2 separate regions of the Capra hircus genome follow, and region 2 is linked to region 1. The links are chromatin contacts, called in public Hi-C maps. All regions are on one chromosome and are shown on one strand. Each heading gives the region's core, a stretch centred on a gene start, on an enhancer-like site or on the middle of the called end of the contact. The rest is flanking DNA. Distances are from core to core; before and after follow the strand shown. Region 1 has its middle 6.0 kb from the start of MORN3. Region 2 overlaps TMEM120B (transmembrane protein 120B).

Evidence for each region. A called contact is a pair of places that touch in the nucleus more often than the background predicts.
Region 2: a Hi-C map of blood shows a contact between it and region 1, with 1.9 times the contacts expected there. The contact joins two enhancer-like sites. A contact is called at or near these places in 3 of 5 Hi-C or Micro-C datasets (all in blood).

The regions. Positions count from the first base shown.
Region 1 is chr17:17,643,058-17,650,653 of ARS1.2, forward strand. No RefSeq gene overlaps it. Among named protein-coding and RNA genes, the nearest start is that of MORN3, 6.0 kb to the left of the region's middle. Within about 2 kb of position 5,739, at least 4 of the 5 cell types and tissues checked have an H3K27ac peak or open chromatin away from gene starts, as enhancers often do.
Region 2 is chr17:17,691,446-17,698,815 of ARS1.2, forward strand. TMEM120B (transmembrane protein 120B) reads left to right here. Exons shown (of 13, transcript XR_001919380.1): 6 at 160-249. Among named protein-coding and RNA genes, the nearest start is that of TMEM120B, 32 kb to the left of the region's middle. Within about 2 kb of position 4,921, at least 2 of the 5 cell types and tissues checked have an H3K27ac peak or open chromatin away from gene starts, as enhancers often do.

The DNA.
Region 1 (7,596 bases), core at 4,489-6,988:
GACATTCCTGAAACATCACCCTGTTAACTCCATACTTGAGCACTCATCTTAGGACCCCTTTCCCTAAAAACCTTCCCCTGAAAACCATCAGAGAGTTTGAGTCTTTTGAACATGAGCTGCCCGTTCTCCTTGCTTGTGTACACGTATGCTTAGTCGCTCAGTCGTGTCTGACTCTTTGCTGCCCCCATGGACTGCAGCCCACCAGGCTCCTCTGGTGGGCTACAGAATGGAGTGAGTTGTCGTCCTCTTCTCCAGGGGATCTTCCTGGCCCAGGGATTGAACCTGGGTCTCCTGCATTGACAGGCGGATTCTTTACCATTGAGTTCCCTGATAGCTCAGTTGGTAAAGAATCCACCTGCAATGCAGGAGACCCCAGTTCGATTCCTGGGTTGGGAAGATCCGCTGGAGAAGGGATAGGCTACCCACTCCAGTATTCTGGCCTGAAGAATTTCATGGACTGTGTAGTCCATGGGGTCGCAAAGTGTTGAACATGACCGAGCAACTTTCACTTTGATCCCTGCAAATAAACTCTTACCTTGCCGCAAATTCCCACTGTGAGCCGGTTTGCTGTGCCTATGCTGGGTAACAATATGTGCAGGCAGAGAAGTTTTTGTATTTCTTCTCTGGTCTTCCTAGGACCTAGAAGAAATTCCAGGCACCTAGTAGTTGCTTAATAATTTGTCAAATGGATGAATGATGTACTTTTAGGGACTCCTGCTCTGGGAGTCCTTGGTCCTCAGGTTGAAGATTCCTACTCAAGAGGAAACAGAAACTGCATTCAGTGTTGGGAAAGTAGCATCCTGCTCAAGAATATGCTTGCCCCCGCTCCAGGGGATCTTCCCGACTCAGGGATCAAACCCTTGTCTACTGTGTCTTCTGCACTGCAGGCGGATTCTTTACCCACTGAGCCACTGGGAAGCCTGGACATAGGTATACCTATGGCTGATTCATGTTGACATGGCAGAAATGAACACAGCATTGTAAAGCAATTATCCTCCAATTAAAAACAAATTTTAAAAATTTTGTAAATAATGAAAGAAAACCTTAAAAAAAATTTTTTTTAAAAAGAGAATGGTTCCATTTCATGGTTCCACCTTAGTTCCAATCACTCACGGAAATTAATTGGCTCTTTCCAAATTCCCATTCCAAATTCATGATTGGCTCATCTAAGATCCTGAGTCTGCCCAGGGCCAGTCAGGCTGTAGGTATAGATGCTGTAGTTCTCCTTAAGACATTCTCTTCTCCTCCTCAGGTACTTGGCCAGCTGTCCCAGAGGTTCTCTCCTGGTGCAAACAACCCCTGTGCTGTGGCTTTGTCCAGGGCTGCCCCGCCATCAGCTGAGTGGTTCCTCTATGGCCTAGTTTTCTCTCTCCCAAGGTCAGGCTAAGACACAGCTTCAAGCCTCAGTCCCATCCCTGCAAGAAGCCCTTTCACAACCGATAATCACACCCTGGCTCAGGGGACGCAAGGACTGTCCCCTAGAGAAGAACCTGGAGTAGGTTAATATTGTTTCTTTCAATCATTTATTTATTTGGTTGCTTGGTTTTGGTTGCACCAGGTCTTCATAGCTGCACTGGGGCTTTACTCTAGTTGCAGCAAGCAGGGGCCACTCTTTGTGGATGTACTAGGGCTTCTCATTGCAGTGGTTTCTCTCGCTGCGGAGCACAGGCTCTAGGTGCACGGGCTTCAGTAGCTGGGGCACACAGTCTCAGTACTTATGACTCACGGGCTCTAGAGTGTGGGCTCAGTAGCTGCAGCACGCAGACTCAGTAGTTGCAGCTTTGGGCTCTAGACAGTAGGCTGAACAGTTGTGGGGCACAGGCTTAGTTGCTCCATGGTATGTGGCATCTTCCTGGGTCAGGGATCGAACCTGTGTCCCCTACATTGGCAGGTGGATTCTTATCCACTGTACCACTAGAGAAGCCCTGTAGGTTGACATTTGTCTGCCTCTGAAGGCAATCTGGATCAGCAGGTTACAAATCTATAACATTTTTCTCCTTGTGGAGTCAGAATTTGGTAGCATTATTCAAAAACTCCTAAGTGGATGCTACAGACCAGCCACTCCTTAATACTGAAGTGCCAGGAACGCCAAGCATGAGGGCTTCTGTCTCATACACCCTTCTGATAATTACTTGCCAGGTTTGAATGGCTAGAACTGGTACTTCCCTGGCAGTACAGTGGTTCAGACTCCGTGCTTCCGCTGCAGAGGGCACATGTACCATCCCTATTGAGGGAAATAAGATCCCACATGCTACGTGTGGCATGGCCAAAACAAACAAAAAAAGGTAGTCAGTCTTGAATAGCTTGGGGTCCTCTTAAGGGCCTTGTTTACAGCTTGAGGTGAAGGGAGTTCTCCTGTGTAGTTAGAGGCGAGAGGGACTCCTCCCCACACCCACAGATAAATATTCCCTTGGGGGGATATACTTTCCACAGAGCTTTGGCTGGAAGCCGGGATGCTCCACCCTGGCAAGAAATCCCAAGTTTTTGTCCAATGCTTGCTGAGTTGTCAACTCCAGGACAGGACATTCACACTGTAGTCCATTCCTGAGAGCACTGTCTAAATAAAATGCAAATGGGGCCTTCTGGAGCTGAATAATCTGGGTCTAAACCTTCCTAGAAGTGGCAGGAAAGACCCACCTGGAGACAACTCAAATGACCATCACAAGATGAATGGATAGGGGAATTCTCTGGCAGTCTAGAGGTTATGACTTCATGCTTCCATGGCAGAGGGCCTAGGTTTGAGCTCTGATTGGGGAATTAAGGCACAAGCTGAGTTGCACAGCTTAAAAAAAATAAAAAAGATGAATGGATGAACAAAATGTCATCTATCCATACATAATAATAATGGAATATTATTCAGGCATAAAAAGGAATGAAGTACCGACACAGGCTACAACAAGAATGAACCTTGAAAACATTGTGCTGAGAGAAGCCAGACACAAAAGGTTGTTTCCATCGATATGAGGTGTCCAGGATAGGCAAAACTATAAGACAGAAAGAATTTAGATTACTGGTTACTTGGGGAAGGGGAGGATGGGAAGATAGGGAGGTGATAGCTAAAGGGCAAAGTTTTTGCTTTTTTATGGTGATAAAAATACTCTAAAACTTACTGTGATAATGGATGTATAACTCTGAATATACTGAGAACCATCAAATCGCACGTTTTAAGTGGGTAAATTGTACAGTGCGTGCATTCTCTCTCAATAAAGATGTTTTAAAGTCTCCAGTGCAGAATGAGCGCCCTCTAGGGGCTCTCAGACGTCCAGAGCAAGTCACAGGCCTTTTTTTTTTTTTTTTTTTTTGACTTCTACTAAATTAAAAATCAGAGAAATACCCAAAGAGGGTAACACAAAATGCAGAAATGTTGTTTAAATTTTTACTGAAGTATAATTCTATAGAAAAAATGGAAATATCATCAGTGTATAGCCTGATAGACTTTTGCAAATTGAACACACCATTCTTGTTACCACTGATCCTCTGGGACTGTCTCTCTTGGAAACAACGCCAAAAGTCTAAATCTGAGTCCCTTGATATATAGGATGCCATTTTTTTTTTAACTTTTGAGAGTTTATGGCAACTTAATTAGTGGTAAACCATATGGTTTTAAAAAACAATATGTGGCTGCATTTAAATTCACATAAAAATAGCATTTTTAAAACCATAATGAAATTTAATCCCTTTTACACAGGTTAACAAAACGTATTACAAGAGAAACTAAACATTGTATTTAACAAGAGCAATACTTTTGAAAGTGGAACAATGAAAAAAATTCAAATATTTTACAAATGTTCACCTCTGGGTCCATTTATCACAGTAGGGGAACAAAGCTGTTAAAATACAGATGTGCTCAACTAGGCCACTTATCTGCACTATAGTAGTACTGGAAATCAATCCTAAGGTCACGACAGAAGACCATAAAAGACCCTAAATGTTTTACAGCCTCCTCAGTAAGAGATGTTTTCCTTCCCAAAATAATATGAGGTCACTTTTGAGTGACTCTGCAGGACAGCTCTTTTATTCTCCTTTCTCTCCTTCTTTCTTAATCTCTAGAGTTATGCCATCAAAGAACTTTATTTTATTTTGGCCACGCCCCACCATGCGGGTTCTTAGTTCCCCATCCAGGGATAAAACCCATGCCACCTCCTGCATTGGAAATGCAGAGTCAATCACTGAACCACCAGAGAAGTCCCAAAGAATTTTATAAAAAGAAAAATTCTTCAGTTGTACTAGACACATTCCAAGTATCCAGTAAGTACATGTGGCAACTGGCTACCCCAGGGAACAGTGTAGATACAGGACATTTCCTTTACCAGAGAAAGGTCTGAACAGTGCTGTGTGCAGGGATGAGCTCTCATCTCTTGCTCTGCCCCCTCCTTGAAAAATTTCTTTTTACTGACCACAGCTCCCTATCCCTCTTTTTTTTTTTTTTTCAGTTGGTCAGCAAAATGCTCTGTCAGAACTTAACATAATGTCTGCAAGGATAAGCCAGTGGAAATTATGGTGTTTGAAAATACTTGTTAGGCAAAGAAATACAGCTAATAAATCATCCCAAGGAAAAATCCGCAACCTCCCTAGCAATTAAAGAAATGAATGTTAAAATAAGCCTGCCATACCATTACATACTGTCTAGACTAGAAAAATGTGTAAAAAATGATGGACTGTGATATTGATAACATTGTGGGGGAAAAGACTCCTTACCTACTGCTAACCATCCTGGTAATTAGTTAAATCCTCTTGAAGAACCATCTGGAACCATGTTACAGTAACTATAAAACTATTTTCTGGCTTAATTCCACTTAACTACTATTTATGTAATAGATAGCTGGTATGAGCCACAGTACTTGGTACTTTGTTGAGTTTTTTTTTTTTTTTTTACTTTATTTTACTTTACAATACTGTATTGGTTTTGCCATACATTGACATGAATCCACCACGGGTGTACATGCATTCCCAAACATGAACCCCCCCTCCCACCTCCCTCCCCATTTTGTTGAGTTTTTAAAAAATGTACTCGTGTTTTCACAACCATCCTATGAGGTAGGTAGCTTTAACCTCACTTTTTAAAATCTGCAAATGCTTAAGTTCACAAAAGTTAAGGATGATACCCAGACAGAGTAAAAGAGCAAATAAGTGGCTGAGCCAAGATTCAATCTTAGATCTTTTGACCTAAGACCTGCCCAGAAAACCACATTGCCTCCCATTTCTGAAAATTGCCTCCAAGGGAATGGTATTACCAAAAACATACATAATGATGTAATTTTTACAAGTATTCCAAAGGAAAAATTGGAAAATGCACACAGAAGAAAATGTAAGTTGGGCCCAGCACACAGAAGGCTCTCAATAAATGACTGATTAATTTAGGTAACTCGTTTCTCCTGGTATCGGCAGGACGATTCTTTACCACTGAGCCATCAGGAAAGCCCACCTAAACGCTTAATTTAAAAAAAAGCAATGCGGTGAAAAAGAGCTCTAGCCCTTTAAAAGTCAGAGGCGGGTACAAAGAAGAGAAAGGAGGCGGGCTAAGGAGCTGACCAGAGAAGCTCCTTGCCTTATTTAAATAAGCATGCGTAAAGGCTCCCCTGTACCTTGCCGCGTCCCAGCACTCGGTGCGCGTGCGCTGCCTGAACCTTGATGAGGCTCTCGGCTCCTCCTGCCTACTTAGGTGGGCGGAGACAGTCGCGTGAGTTCCGCGGACCTATATTCTCCCGCCCAATTAAGCAGGCCCGCCCCCACCCTTGCACATGCGTATACTTCAGCACTAGACCCGGAGGTCGGTGAAAAGGTCCAAGAGTTGCGCCTGCGCTGTGTACGCCTCTGCCGGAAGTGGGCGGGATCGTGTTCCGAAGCCTGAAAGGAGGTGGGAGAAAGCGACAAAGATGAGTGTGTTTGAATGAAAAGCTGAATTTAGGGGATGTCCCAAATGCTCGGCTGCAGAAATGTAAAGGCCAGAATGTGATCACCGGGAACTTAATAATTTTCGATGTTTAATAAGTTTTATTATTTTTTGCATGTATATTTAAGAAAAGTTTTAGAGGGAAAGAGGATTTTCCCTGTTTTCTTTGTCCCCAAGAATTTTTTCTCAGCCCCGCCGCGGGGCTTGCGGGATCTTCCTCCACCAGGGATCAAACCCAGGTACCCTGCAGTGGAAACAGGAAGTTCTAACCACTGGGCCGCCAGGGAATCTTCCCACCCCACCCCACCCCACCCTTCCCCACCCGCGATCAGTTCTTATATTCTGAAAGACTTAAGGACTCACTAAGGACACATTTGCAGGACTTCCCTGTTGGACCAATGGCTAAGATTTCACACTCTCAGTGCAAGAGCCCCAGGTTCGACCTCTAGTCGGAGAACTAGAGCCTACATACCACAACTAAGACCAGGCGCAGCCAAATAAATTTAAAAAAGAAAAAAAGTCACATTTTAGTGCCTCCTGTGTGCCCAGGTTGAAAATGAGTGTTTAAAAAATGAAGAGCACTTATTCTCACCCACTTAAAGTTCCTAGTCAGGAATCCCAGTCAGGAAATTAATTGTCAGGAAGATATGCTGAATAGAAACCAGGAAAGAAGAAACAAATCTGCATAGAAGTAAGTGTGCTTTTGTGTCAGAAAAGTTATAAATGTTTTGGAAGTCCCCAGTGTCAGTTCATCAGCTTGATTCCATAGATGTTTGTGGAAAACGTGTTATCTTTTTTATATATACGTTGTGGTGGATCCTGGAGATTAAAAGGTGAATATAATTCAGCCCCTGTCCTTGATGAATTCACACTCGGAAAGACCAGGTGGGGTTAAGCTATAGAAATAGCCTAGGCAAAATCTTGGCGGTAAGCATGACAGTGTAAATGATTCCAGACACTGTCTTGACTAAAGTAGAAGGGAGGAAATGACATGGGAGGTTGTGTCCTTTGAACAGAGTAAGGTAGATTGGGAGCGACGAGGTCTAGATGCCAAGGCCAGGGAGGTTGGATCCAAATCCAGTGGCCAGGAACCACTGTGTTTTCCTGAATTTGCTCTGTAGGCATGGGATGAGGCAGAAGGTGACTTTTTTTAAAAATTAAACTTAACTATAATTTTTTTTTTTTTTCATTTTTTAATCTTCTGGCTGAGCCAAGCCATGTGAGATCTTAGTTCCCTGATCAGGGATCCAGCCCTCGACCCTGGCAGTGGAAGCGTAGAGGGACCACCAGGGATATCTAGAAGATGACTTTTAGACCACAGCAATTGACTGAACAGGGAGAATTATTTGGGACCCCATGGACTGTAGCCCGCCAGGCTCCTCTGTCTATGGCATTTTCCAGGCAAGAATACTGGAGTGGGTTGCCGTTTCCTTCTCCCGGGGAATCTTCCTGACCGGGATTGAACCCAAATCTCCTGTGTCTCCTGCATTGCAGGCAGATTCTTTACCGCTGAGCCATTGGGGAGACCCTGTCCACAAGCCAGGGAGCACTACAGATGCAGGCAGGGACTTCCCTCGTGGTCCAGTAGCTAAGACTTGGAGCTTCTCATCCGGGTTTGATCACCGGTCAGGGAGCTAGATCTGCATATCGCAACTAAGATTTCACATGCAGTAAAAGGTCCTGATGGAATCAGATGCAGAGTG
Region 2 (7,370 bases), core at 3,671-6,170, 48 kb after region 1:
TTCAAGGCCCTACTCAAATGCCATCCCTTCTTTGGGGACTTTCTTGTCCTGGTCTGCTGTTCAGCTTTGCGTGTGCCGGGGGTGGAGGTGGGGCGGGGGGACAGCTGTCCCTGGTTTCTCATGTCTGTACCCCTCCCCGGGGCTGTTTCTCTATGCCAGGGTGACAGATGAAGTCTTCAACTTCCTGCTCGTATGGTATTACTGCACCCTGACAATTCGGGAGAGCATTCTTATCAGCAACGGCTCGAGGTAACAGGGGGCCCAGCTTTGTGGGGTGGTGTGGGGGAGCCAGAGGGAAATCTGTTGTGGAGGTGAGAGCTTTCACCCTCACCTTGCACCCCCTTCCTCCGTGTGGGGTGGGGGTATTCATGACTGTTGAGAACCAGGGAGGAGGAAAACAGTGTCTGCTGCTGCAGCTTCACGTGCAATGGTCAGCCTCTTGCTTACAAGAAACCCTAACTCAAATAAATGAGTTTAGCACAATAGGAAATTTATTTTCTCACATCAAGGAATGGGTCCATTAGCGCTGAGTTCAGGGAAGGCTTAATCCAGGCATTCAGACGGTGTCATCAGGACCCAGTTTCTATCTCTCAACCATACCTTCTACTGTGTTCTTTTCGTCTCGGGTTCCAGGGAGGAGCACCCAGCAGCTCCAGGCTCACATCTTCATTTCTAGCATTCCCAGCAAAATAAGGCACATTCCTGTCTCCCTGGAGTCTCCTTGGGTCCTGTTGGCACTCACTGATTATCTCTGAGCCAGTCGCACTGCTGTGATTGGCTGGTTGTGAGCCTTGTGCCCACCCCCAGGGCTGTCAACCAGCACCGCAAAGCTGAGTGTCAGGAGAGGAATGGTTCCTTGGAGGAAAGTGAGGCTACTGTCACCAGAAGCTTGAATGGACTCTGGTGAGAAAAGTGGAAGGTCCCGGACAGAGAGATTAGAGTATCAGGACTGAATTAAGACCCACGACTTGCCACTTGTAGGACCCATTTCCCATGGGTCTGATGCCTTTTGAGGGTGTCCATTTGAACCCCTGCATACCATTCTTGGCCCTGTTTTCCCTGAAACAAAAAGTAACAACCTCTCGACCCTCCTCACTTCCTTCTTCCTGGAGGCTGGTAAGGAATGGCCAGGAGCTGTGTATTTAAGATTGGGGTGTTTGCCAAACCCCGGGATAATTTGCTACCTTCTCACTTCTCTGCCAGTGGTCACTCATGGCATATCCCTGCCCCGCCAGCCTTACCCTGAACATAGAGCTGAGAGGTAAGGACCAGGGGAAACTGCTGTTCTTAGGTATGCAGCCCTGTAGCATGTAGCCCTTTAGAAAAGACCAGTGTTTCTCAAACTGCACTCATCCTTTACCATGTCCAGCATCACCTGGATGATAGTTTTTTCACAATTTAAATCCACCCTCTTTTTGTTTTAATTTTTAAGTAAATGTGAATTTATTTTAAAAGGAAACTTTTATTTTACCACCATATGTGGAAAACCAGCATCAATTGCAGGAAAGAGGAAATAGTGTAAAAATAGAATTTCATTTTCATTGTCTAATTTATTGAAGTCAATGATTCCTGCTTCCTGAAGGCTCTGAGCCTGAGGCTTGCTATCTCTCTTACGTGTGTGTACATGTGATAAAAGGGAGATGAGCAGATCTCTATGTATGTATGTATGTGTTAATTGCTCAGTCGTGTCCAACTCTTTGTGACCCCATGGACTACAGCCCACCAGACTCCTCTGTCATGGCGTTCTCCAGGCAAGAATACCGGAGTGGGTTGCCATTCCCTTCTCCAGGGAATCTTCCCAATCCAGGGATTGAACCTGGGACTCCTGCATTGCAGGCAGATTCTTTACCATCTGAGTCACCTGGGAAGCCCAAGAGCAGGGGATTTTGTATATTAAAGATGTCCTGGTATTGTCTCTCTGACTTAATCAGGAGAATGGAAAGAACAGGCCTGATGACTTCTCACCACGTGATTCAGTATCATCTAGTGTTACATGCATATACCATCTAAAACTTGGTGGCACATGCCCCATGCTTTGGGAAACACTGGAGTCGAAAATCCTACCAAATCAATAACATTTGTAGTTTTCCTTAATTTTAGTGATTGTATTTTCACGCTTTGGGGCATGGTTGGAGGGGACCCAGGGTAGTACATAGTTGGGAAATGGGCCCAGGGCAATGGGCCAAGCTTTCTTGTTACTAATTCCCTTCATGCTCCCCTGGGCTTGGTGTTGGGAGTTTCCTCCTCCTGATGAACTCATATTAAGAATGTTTGGGGGCATGCTACATCTTTAACAGTCACTAACACTTGAATAAGAGTTACTCTTGTCCCTTTTTTCTTGTATGACAAACTGTGGGTGGGGGGTTCCCTGAGAGAAGGGAACAGGTGAGTCGAGGTCTCTATAAGTGTGGAGCACACCCAGAAAACAGGGAGGAGGAGTAAAGGGGGCAGTAGGATTCCAGAGCCACCTCACTTGCCTGATACCTCAGTGGGGCCTTCTCTGGGGCCTCCCTAGGGCTTGTGCTCTGATGGGACAACAGGAAGGGCTATCACTGAGCTGGTAATGCAAAGCTTTGTGTGTGGTCCAATCTGTCCCCGACCTGCCATTTATTACACATTTATTTTAGTATTTTACATTTTATTTTATTTTGCTGTGCCACAAAGCATGCAGGATCTTAGTTCCTTGACCAGGGATCAAACCTGGGCCCCTGCAGTGGAAGTGCGGAGTCCTAACCACTGGACCACCAGGAAGTCCGCATTACACTTTTATTGAGCAACTTCTAAGTACCAGACACTGAGTAGGGACTCCAAGATAGCTCCCACGTGGAGCCTTTAGGGAGCACTCAAGACCATTCATGGCAAGTGTGCTTCAGGAACCACACTCCCCCGGGCCTGCCTCCCCAGTCTGGCCTTTGGCACAGATCTGGATGTGCTGGTGGTGGGGACCGTGGGATGAGTGGGGTGGGCCTGCACGGATGTCTTATTTTCTGGAATGACTACGGGAGTTGTGGTCAACTTGTGGGAGAGGGAGGCCTGGCAGGTGGACCAAAGTTGGGTGATTAAAACTTGTGATTCGTCCTCAACATCTGTTGAATAGTTAGCCTCCATCCTCCCCCACTCCTTCTCAGAGCTGATTTTTCTTCTGAGGGTGGGCACAGGAGATGCCTGTGAGGTTTCCCCTCACACTTGGCCCTTATTAGGGAATAGCTAAGAAACCAGTTCTAGAATACACAGTGAGGAGGAGGCAGGGGTCCAGTTTGGGACGAAGGCTGCCTTTCTCTGAAGTGTCCCACAGCCAGCTCTGGAGCTCACAGTGGGTACCCAGTGAATGCCCCAGAGTCTGTGTAGAAATGAACTGAACCCAAGCTCTGTAGTGAAGGAAGTTCATTGGGGTCGTCTTGGTGTTGGAGAGACAGCTGAACTTGAGCCAGAGAGACTTCCTGGAGGCTTGCTGCCCAGTTTTGGTCTGATTGAACCTCTTTTATCCTGTTTCCAGTTGCATCCAAGACCTGGATTAGGGGTGTGTAGGGGGGAAGCAGGCTTTGAGAGGTGGTTTGTAGGGGGAACGCCAGCATCATGGGATGGAGCCGCCCATGGTTTGTGTCTGGTGTTTCCCATGTGAGATGTAGCTCCTTAGCTCAGTTAGAGCCATAAGTAAGTCAACTTCCCTTCCAGATTTTGCAAATGATGGAAAACCACCTGATAGGAGTAAACATGAAAGAGTATTTATTGGAGCATATAAACAGTTCACAGAAGTCCAGAGTGCTCAAACAATGTTAATTTAACCGGCCTCCTCCTCCTCCTCCCTTTTTCCTTTCCTGCTACCTCCTGCCCTGGCTCCCAGCAGCCCAGGCCAGCACCCCACAGGGATCAGCAATCCCAGAGGAAAGAGCATCTTTCCTCTACTGGTCCAGAGGCAGTACTTGAGACAGACTTCTAATTGGCCAGGCTCAGGTCACATGCTCATCCCTGAACCAGTCACTGTGCTGGAGTGATTTAGCGTCTCCATTGGCTAACTCTGGGTCGTGTGCCCAGTTATCTTAGCTCCACCACCCAGACTGACTGGGGGTGAGGTAGTTCCCCAAGGAAAGACAAAGGGGAGAAGCAGAACAGGGAGTGATTAACAGACAGACAAAACAGCAGATGTCCTCTGCAGTAGTTCCGGGATAGAATGAATAATGAATCAGAAATCACGTTGCCTTTTCTGGCAAGCCAGCCCACCAGTGCCCATAACGAATGGGCTTTTGTAAGGGCCTTTCCTAAGATACAGAGGGGTGGGGTGGCAGAGGAGAGAGGGAGCCTTGGTGTAGAGGCCATTCCCTGAGCTGCCCAGATGACCCGAAGCTCAAAGGCAGAGAGTGCCAGGGGATGACTAGTGACTGGTGCCTGGATCTTATGCTGAGGTGTCCTGAAGCGAGCTCTCCAGGCACAATCTCCTGATATCAGAACATGCTGTTCATACTACATTCAGGCTATGCAATGGGCCGGCCTTCCTGGCGTACCTACTGTCTGCTCATTTAAAAGGCCACAAGCTCCTGCAGGCTTCGTTTCTGGGGCAAAACGGACCCTAGAGATGGACTGCTGAAGGGTGAAGGTCTCTTTCTGGAGTGGTACAAATGTCCTAAAACTGACTATGGTCATGTTTGCACAACTCTGTGAGTACACTGACTTGTATACTTTAAATGGGTGAATTGTATGGTGTCTGACAACAGCACAATAAAACTGTTATATAAACACACACACACACACACACACACATTCGTACGTGCGGAGCACCAGTCCAGAGCCCTGGGGTATGCAGATGGACAGAGGGGCTGGCGAATGCACGCTGGGAAAGAGGACATTTTTAGCCTCTCCCAGTGCCGCTGAGCTGTGTTTATTGGTGGCGTCTGTCAGCGCTGGGCTGTGGGCACAGTGAACTGTGAAATTAGAAGCTGCTGCTCAGCCAGGCTTGCTGCCGAGAGCCTGTGTCAGGCTCCAGCCCTTCCTGGACAGGGAGCGAGTATTTCTCTGGGCACCTTTGGCAGGTAGGACAGAGAACGGGGGCTTGCCAGGCCTCCAAGGGCTTGCAGAGACTTGTTGGTTGCTCTTCAAGATGAAGGTCTAAGGATGGGGCCAGTTATTTTTTTGGTCAGAAACCAAGGTTCCTCAGAGACCCTGACAGGCAGGGCAGGGACACGGGGAAGGGAGATTGGGAATCAGGAAGTGGACAGATGTCCCATTCTGTCCCGTGAACTCACTTGGCACCTGCATTAGCCTCCCGTCCAGTCTGTCCTGGTGGCATCTATACTAGCTGCACTTCCTGGACATCACTTTTTTCATTTCGGCATTTATTGAGTACCTACTGTTTACCAGGTGCTGTTAGTGCTAGGAATAAAAAGCCTCCTAAAACCTTGTTTCTCCTCCTAACCACTCAAGCATCCACAGGCTGTTGCCCAAACACCTAATTTATGACCAGACATTTTTTGTGGCTGTATCGTGTGGCACGTGGGATCTTAGTTCCTGACCAGGGATTAAACCCGCAGTCCCTGCATTGAAAGTGTGGAGTCTTAACCCCTAGGCTGCCAGGGAAGTCTCTTTCATTTATTTTCTTCTTTCTTTCTTTCTCTTCCTTCCTTCGCCTTCCCTTCCTTCCTTCCTTCCCAGAACTATTGAAGGGCTTCCCAGATGGCTCAGTGGTAGAGAACCTGCCTGCCAGTGCAGCACACACAAGAGATGAGGGCTCAGGCCCTGGGCTGGGAAGACCCCCTGGAGGAGGAAATGGCACCCCACTCCAGTACTCTTGCCTGGGAAATCCCATGGACAGAGGAGCCTGGTGGGCTACAGTTCATGGGGTTGCAGAGAGTCAGGCAGGACCAAGTGACTAAGCACACACACAGTCATTGAAGGGCTGAGAAGAGAAGAGAGGAGTAAGATGCTGTCCCTACCCTTAAAATGTTTATGTCCAGGCTGGACGGTTTTAAGACAACTCAAATCCACTTATTAGGACAGTGCAAACGAAAACCTCAATGACACACCAATTTTCACAGAAGAAGATTGGGAGAAATTTTAAAATTAGGTATTCCGTGTTGGTGAGGGTTTGGGGAACTCGGTACTCTCTACTGCCCATGGGTGTGTAAATTGGGAATTGCTGTTTTGGAAGGTAATTTGAGAAATAGCCACACACGTGCCCTCTGAGCCAGCCATCCTGCATGCTTACTTCCTGGTAGCTGCCATGGAGAATCGGCGTCATGACACAGGGGACTTCCACGGCATGTATGGCAACATGAAGGATGACAGTGACAGTTCAGGGGTGGCTGAGTAGACTACGGCAGAGCAGACACATCCTGAAATGTCGTGCCACGTTTAAGAAGTCGGTGGCAGGTCTGTAGATACAGGCCTGGAGTCAAGACAAGGAAGCAAGTCGCAGGATGATTTTAGTTACAGTCTAAATTTAAAAAAAATTTTTTTTAATTTAATAAAAGGGACTTCTTGGAACTTCCCTGACAAAGAAGCCATACTCCCAATGCAGGGGGCCCAGGTTCAGTCCTGGTCAGGGAACTAGATCCCACATGCCACAGCTAGGGTCCGATGCAGCGGAATAAATACATAAATTTAAAAAGGGGGGACTTCCTTGGGGTCCAGTGGTTAAGACTGAGCATGCAATGTAAGGGAACAGGGATTTGATCCCTGGTCAGGGAACTAAGGTCCCACATGCTGCATGGCTCGGCCCAAAACAATTTAAAGAAAGAAAGAAAAACATCTAATCCATCAGCTCATCCCCCAAACCAGCAGATCCTCAGGTGCCTCCATTTGGAGCCCATCTCCCCCCTTGGCCCCCACTCCAGTTGTCTCCCGAGAGAGTGTTCTGGAAAGATGAAGGTTAACTGCTTCTCCCACATGGATGCTTCCTGTGTCCCAGTCCCTGGTATCCCAGGGTGCATTTGGCAAAGCAGATTCCCACCTCCTCATGTTCTGATCACTGAGCTCTTGGAGGAGGCCTAGGGAGGCCAGCAGAGGCCTGAGACACACTCTGGGACCTTGAAGAATAAAGACTGCCTGTCACACTGGAGAGGGGGTGACAGCCAGGCTCCCTGCCCCTCTTTGGAGTGATAGCCCTGAGCCAGGGGAGCGCTGGGTTCTTCTTATTTATTTGGCTGCCCTGGGTGGGATCTTCAGTCTTCGTTTTGCCATGGGGCATCTTTAGTTGCGGCAGGCAAACTCTTAGCTGTACCACGTGGGATGTGGTTTCCCGACCAAGGATCCAACAGGAGCCCCCAGCTTTGGGAGTGAGGAATCGGCCATGGGACCACTAGGGAGGTCCCAGAGCTGGATTCTGACCACGGGGTCCCGGCAGCTTGTGGACTGGATGAGTGAAGTCCAGGGCTGGG